Regions from separate parts of the Oryctolagus cuniculus genome. Here region 2 is linked to region 1. A link is a contact called in public Micro-C data. All regions are on one chromosome and are shown on one strand. The core of a region is the stretch at or near the end of the contact, and the rest is flanking DNA. Distances in the headings are between cores, read along the strand shown. Region 1 holds the start of STRADB (STE20 related adaptor beta). Region 2 holds the start of CASP8 (caspase 8).

Region 1 (3,168 bases), core at 319-2,818:
GACCTGAGAGGATGCCCTGCAAGGCACACTCAAATATTCTGGGGACAGCGTGGGTTCACCGCATCTGGTAAGCAAGTTGGCAGTGTTTTGATAACCACAAGCAGCGCGGTTAGGGATGTGGTGATGTGTGGAATTTAAGGGGTTATCACTATTTTGTATCCTGCCTTATTCATGTAACACCAGCAAGTTGTTACCCATTTTGTCTTAAAGAATCTGAAACTTCATTCTCTCTTTTTTTTTTTTCAGAAAAATTCAAAAGAATTGCACATAACCTGTGAGAATTGCTAACGCTAAAGGGGTTGTGGCAATAGGGTGGTTTAATCTCAGGGATTTCGCCTTAGCTACACGAGACTAGGAAGAGATAATTTTACAAGACATTTTGAGGTCAAGGCAGCTGCTGTACCTAGCAGGGGGGTGGAGTGCGGGGTTGCTCTGTGTTCCCGAATGCTCTTTCATGAGACATGAATATAAACCCCTCCTTTAAAAAAAAAAAAACATACTTAGAGACTATATTTCTAAACGTCCATCAGTGTAGTCCCTTGCACTTGCATCTATAAAGCTAATTATAATTATGATGATGCTTTATAAATGACTTAAATTTGTTCCATAATAAAATGGCTTATCCAAAGGTTTCAGTCAGAAAGGCTGACGCTTCCTGTGGAAATCAAAGGGCACTATCCGTTTACAGAACTCGGCAGAGAATGAAAAACAACAACAGACTTTGCTTTCTTTGTTGAATTTTAAAATTACCGTAATTTTCAAACTGCCCCTGGGAACCCGTAAAGACTTTAGAATCGTGACGATCCTCCCAACAAATAATCGGATATTTACTGCGCGCCTACTGTGTGCCAGGCACTTGCTAGGTGGGCGCCGAGCCTCAAACCCCGGTCGTAGGGAAGAAAGTACTCGACGCCCCAAAGCCACGAGGGGACAGCACCACGCGCGACCTCCACCCCGAGGACGATCGACGCTGGAGCCCGCGTTTCTTCAAAGGCTCCCCGGTCCAGCCTGGGGGCACTTAGCAGCGGACTCGCCGACAGCGCCGGGGTCCGCAGTGCCGTCGGCTGGGACCCTCGCCAGGCCCGCGAGAGAGGTGAGACGGGGTGGGGGCGGCCGGGGCTCGCGCACCTGACGCGGCCGCCGCCCCGCCACGCTCAGGTGCCTCTGCCACCGCGCGGGCCCTGGGGCTCCCAGCCCAGCCAGCCGCCGCGCTGGGGGGCGCGGGGGGACGCCGAGCTCTGGCCTCGGCTCCCCCGGCGCGCGCGGACACAGCCGTGCTCCCTCGCGTCCCCCACCGGCCCTAGACCGTCCCTCCCGGCCTGCCTCCCCGCATTACCCTAGCGGCGACCACGGCCAGCGACTCTCCTCGGACTGCCAGCGGCGCGGGGCCGGGACCGGCGCGGGAACAGGAGGATCGCGAGCCCCGCTCGCGGAGGACCGAGGGGAGCGCGCTAGGCCCGCTCCCAGCGCGGGCCGCGGGGCACAGGACGGCAGCGCAGCCGTGACCGGACCCGTCGGCCTGGAACTCTGCCCCAGACCCAAGCACCCTAGGGGACCTGGTTCGCCCCACCCCGGCTCCGGGACGCGGCCAGGGGCGGGGTATCCAGGGGGCGGGGCATAGATGGGCGGGGCCTTCTCGCTAGGTGGGGCGTGGCGGGAGGGAACTACAATTCCCAGCCGGTCGTGCGCCGGGGCCGTGGGGGCTGCTGGGAGATTGGGTCTCCTTCCAGCTTCCCCCTTGTGTAGGGTCTGTCATTGACCCGGCGTCACTGCAGAACAAGGTCGCCGAATGATGATGTCGTGAAGCCGCCCGCCCGTCCCTGCCACGCCCGGGCGATTGCTGGCAGCGGCGGCAGCCTCGGCTGCTGCTCTCAGGCTGCCGCCGCTTCAGGAGCTTCTTCCTAAGGGAACGCGGGCGCTGGAAGGAGGACGCCGGGCCGTTGCGGTGAGTAACCTTCCCGCGCGTGGTTCGGACTTGCCCTGGGTCAACTTCCCCGGGAAGCGGAGGAGCCTCTGCACGGGGCGCTCCTCCTGTTCTCGGAGGTCGTGCGGGGGCACCGGGGCCGGAGCTGGGTACGGGAGGGTGGGTACCCGCCGGGTGGTCGTGGGAAGTGCGTTGTTTGGCGATCGTGGGTGCGAAGTGATGGGCGCTGGGCTCTGACCTCCGGGTTCTGTCCAGCTGCACCTGTGAGGATTGACAGCCTCTGCTCTGCCAGCCAGCATCCATCTGCAGCCTCATTTTTGAGGATGAGTGGCTTTCGCGTCTGGACGTTAAACCTTAAGCCTCGATGGCCATCTGGGATGTAAGCGCGAGGGGATTGGAAAAAGCTCTTTTCTATACTGATGACCTCAGCTGGGCTTTTCTTACCGTTAGTGTTGGGCCAGATGCCCCAAGTCTTTTAAGAGAAAAACAGGAGTTTAGTTTGACAAGTAAATAACAGAATGACCGATGTTCATTCTGCATAAAAATAATCCGGCAAACACTTTAAGAAATTCTAAGCCATAATAAAAGGGGTGAACTGTCACTTGCTCACGCACCTTTTACTTGGACCTGGTGCTGCTTCTGGGGGGCGGGGAGTAGCTTTTCACTGGACACCTATCAAGCTGGAATGGAGCATAGGAACAAAATGAAGTGGACTATTCCAGTTCCTGGTTTATGTCAGTAAAATCTTCGTGGCCTTCCAACCTCTGCGTTGAATTGGAAGTCTTTCGCTACAGTGATCTCCAAATAGCATGCCAGTGGTAGTGACATGCCACTTGAAGGACATTTGGTGCTGAGGAAGGGCAAGGAGAGAGATGTTTTGTTATCACAGCAGTTACTCCAGCTATTTTTAAAATCAAGTAGTGCCCAGCAAGTCTGAGCTGTGTAGCAAGCACACCCTCTGTGAAAGACAGCGTGTTGTTATCTGACAGCTCTTTAGTGCTGGGATGCAAGAGGTCAGGAGGAACAAACGTCTGAGTGCTTGTGGTCTGCCAGGCTCCCCAGTCAGGGGCTCTGCGCCCGCTGGTTGCTTCATCACTTCAACAAGCCTGTTACACTCATCTGAGGCTCGGAGGCTGTGTATGTAAAGGGTGGAGATTTAAATCGAGATCCGCACTGCTCCTAAGCCACAAGTCAGGTCACTGTTAGGCCCCTTCAGAAATGACAGCTGTTAGAGGCTGAATGGG
Region 2 (3,168 bases), core at 211-2,710, 180 kb after region 1:
TCGCAAGTAATCTATTCCATGCCCACCCTTTGTTATTTTCCCAGGTTGAAAAAGAACATGTGCAGGGAGACTCAGATGTAAAAGAGTATGTCAACATTATCCTAAAATCGCCAGTCTCTGACCAAGGATTATTCTAGAACTTTCCTTACACAGCCTGGGCTTCTATAGCTGAATCATTAACTGGGTGCTTTTGGTGTCTCCTCATGAATGGCATCCATCTGCCCACTTAGGTCCCTCCTGAATGACTTTAGCAATTTTTATCACTTTTCCTATGTATTTGTTAATTTATCTAATTGTAATGGATTCACTTCCTTAAACAACCTACATAAATAAAAGAACCATAAAAGAGCATTTTGTATTATTAGCACAAAGGAAAGAGCAATGCTTGTGTTATAAAAAAGGAACTGTGAAATTAAAAGAAAATTGTGACATTATTTCTCGGTTCTCGCCAGATGCTGTCACACTTCTTTGTTTTGTTTTAACAAGGAAAATTCGCGTGTTTTGAGACATAATGTGATGGCGTAGCATATGACACAGTGATGACAATGGGCTCTCCCCTCTGATGTCAGAGAGGTAGCAAGAGGGGAACTTCTCACTATGTCACCCATGGTCGTCGAACAGTGTGCCCTACCCAGCACCCCAGTTCCTACGTTGTTGTGGGGACACACATGTTAGGGGTCAACGCATTAGCTCCCAGCACAGGCATCAGGAACTTGACTAAATACTGCCCCCACGATTCCAGCACGCAGGAAACAGCCGCGGACTAAGAACCAAAGAGAGCCTGGGTAGGTCTCCGTTGGCACCACTTCCTGCAGCCCATTGTGTCCGGACGGAGCGTGACAGCAGTAACCATCACTTCTCTGCCCTCCAAAGCTCCTCTGGAAATCCCAGGCTCACCTCAGCGTCCACAAGGTCTGAGCGCTCCGGCCGCCAGGGTCAACCTAACACAGTCTGCAAGAGAGTGCCTTCCACGCTGCTCCTGGAAGGAAGAGGAAGTGACAGTGAGTGGAAGCGGCTGCCAATGCCGACGGTGAGCCCCTCCCTTTGCTGATCTGGCCAGAAGCCCACAGCCATTATGGAGAAAATACCTCCAGCTGTGAGTCAGCCGCTGGGGGCAGCCTCCCAGAAGCAGGCGACTGGAGGGGGTGGGGGGGGGGGGCTCTTCCTTTACCATCTGGAAAGCAGTTGGTGTGGCGGAAGGAGCAGGGTGTGCATTCACATTTTGGCTGTGCCCTTCACTTACTGCGGGATGTACAAGCTTCCTTTACTCCGCGGGGCCCGCTCTTTCCACGTGGAAATGACTCCTAGGTAAGGCTGGTGCCGGGCGGTGGGCCGCAGACATAGACACCATGACAGCGCGCAGGTGCTTCCTACGCGCCAGTGGCCTTGCTCACGGTGCCCCTGGGGCAGCTCCTGGCTGCCGTCTTCCTCAAGCTACTGGGTAGGGTTGGCAGACAGGCAGTTCAGCCTGGCTCACCCAGCCCTGGGACCCGCCCAGATCTCTGCGAGCCAGAACCCCAGGACTCTCCCTCCTCTCAACCTTTGCCCAGGTCACTGCCACCCCTGCCAGGAAAGTCCCTCCCCACCCCGGGGCTCACCCGCGTGTGCTCTCACCACTTCTGGGGCATTTGTTTCTCAACGCCTGGCATTGAGATCTGTCGTGCATTAATAGTGTTATTCTATGGAAAACACTCCCCTCCCATCTTCTCCCCACCCCACCCCCCAAATCCCACCTTCCTACAAATAAATTAAAAGAAAAAAAGCAGTAAATTTGTCCCCACATTTATTTGTGTATTTTTAGTACCAATTTTTTAAATATTTATTTATTTGAAAGGAAGAGTTACAGAGAAGCAGAGGCAGAGAGAGAGAAAGAGAGAGATCTTCCATCTGCTGGTTCACTCCCTAAATGGCTGCAATGGCCAGAGCTGGGCCGACCTGAAGCCAGGAGCCAGGAGCTTCTTCTGGGTCTCCCACATGGGTGCAGGGGCCCAAGGACTTGGGCCATCCTCCACTGCTTTCCCAGGCCATAGCAGAGAGCTGGATTGGAAGTGGAGCAGCCGGGACTCGAACTGGAGCACATATGGGATGCCGGCACTACAGATGGCGGCTTTACCCACTATGCCACAGCACCGCTCACAGTACTGATTTTAAAAGTGAAAGCCTCTCCTGTGGCTTTCTCTCTCTCTCTCTCTCTCTCTCTCTCTCTTTTTTTAAGATGTATTCATTTATTTGAGAGGCAGAATTACGGAGAGAGCGGGAAACAGAGAGAGGACTTCCATCCATTGATTCACTCTGCAGATGGTCACAACAGCCAGAGCCGATCCAAAGCCAGGAGCCAGGAGCTTCTTCCAGGTCTCACACATGGGGGCAGGGGCACAAGCACTTGGCCATCTTCTACTGCTTTCCCAGGCCATTAGGAGGGAACTGGTTCAGAAGTGGGGCAGCTGGGACTTGAAGCAGTGCCCACATGGAATGCCGGCACTGCAGGTGGAGGCTTAACCTACTATTCGATGGCGTCAGCCCCCCCCCCCGGGGGGGGGCTTTTTAATACTTCCTTGAGGCCACCACTGTTCCTGTTTTCATTGTTTGTTTCAGGCTTTTTCTCTAGGCTAATAAAGCTTTGACAATTTTTGTTCTGTCACTTTCCAGCTGTGTGACCTTCTGCAACGTCCTCAACATCTCGGGCGATCAGTTTCGTTATCCAGAGAGTAGAGATAGTGATTCCTGCAACTGGGGGTTGTTATGAGAATCCAATGAGTTCCCACACATAAAATACTTAGAATAGCTGCTGCCATGCCCAGTAGATGCACAACAAGTGAGAACAAATATCAGCATATACACATACATAGCACACATTTTGTTTTTAAAAACAGTGCCAACATACCGTCCCAGCATCAATCAATATTTTGCCAGTAAAAGCTCCAAATGTACTCTCTCTCACTTTCTGACACTGTGTTGATTCCCTAGAACTTGTCATAACTTTAGGCATTGTCAGTAGAGGGCACCAGAGAGAAAGTGCAAGACCTCAGGGAGAACAAGGTTTCTCAGGCGTTTTCTTCCTGTTTCATGGCCTGATTTCTTTCTTAGAGCCTTTTAGAGGACCTCATGGTGTCAGCAGTTCCAATCCTGGGAATTTACCCAAAGGAAATGAAATCAGCACATGAAAGA

Evidence for each region. A called contact is a pair of places that touch in the nucleus more often than the background predicts.
Region 2: a contact with region 1 is called in a Micro-C map of ear pinna, with 2.8 times the contacts expected there. The contact joins the promoter of CASP8 here to the promoter of STRADB in region 1. A contact is called at or near these places in 2 of 6 Hi-C or Micro-C datasets (ear pinna and an unstated tissue).

Annotation. Positions count from the first base shown.
Region 1 is chr3:38,553,610-38,556,777 of mOryCun1.1, forward strand. STRADB (STE20 related adaptor beta) reads right to left here and starts at 1,569. Exons shown (of 12, transcript XM_002712520.5): 1 at 1,337-1,569. TRAK2 (trafficking kinesin protein 2) reads left to right here and starts at 1,696. Exons shown (of 16, transcript XM_008258968.4): 1 at 1,696-1,945. LOC138848948 (a long non-coding RNA gene) reads left to right here. Exons shown (of 2, transcript XR_011387161.1): 1 at 1-67; 2 at 247-632.
Region 2 is chr3:38,737,696-38,740,863 of mOryCun1.1, forward strand. CASP8 (caspase 8) reads right to left here and starts at 1,461. Exons shown (of 10, transcript XM_051849294.2): 1 at 1,244-1,461; 2 at 898-979. It also overlaps the pseudogene LOC100347735.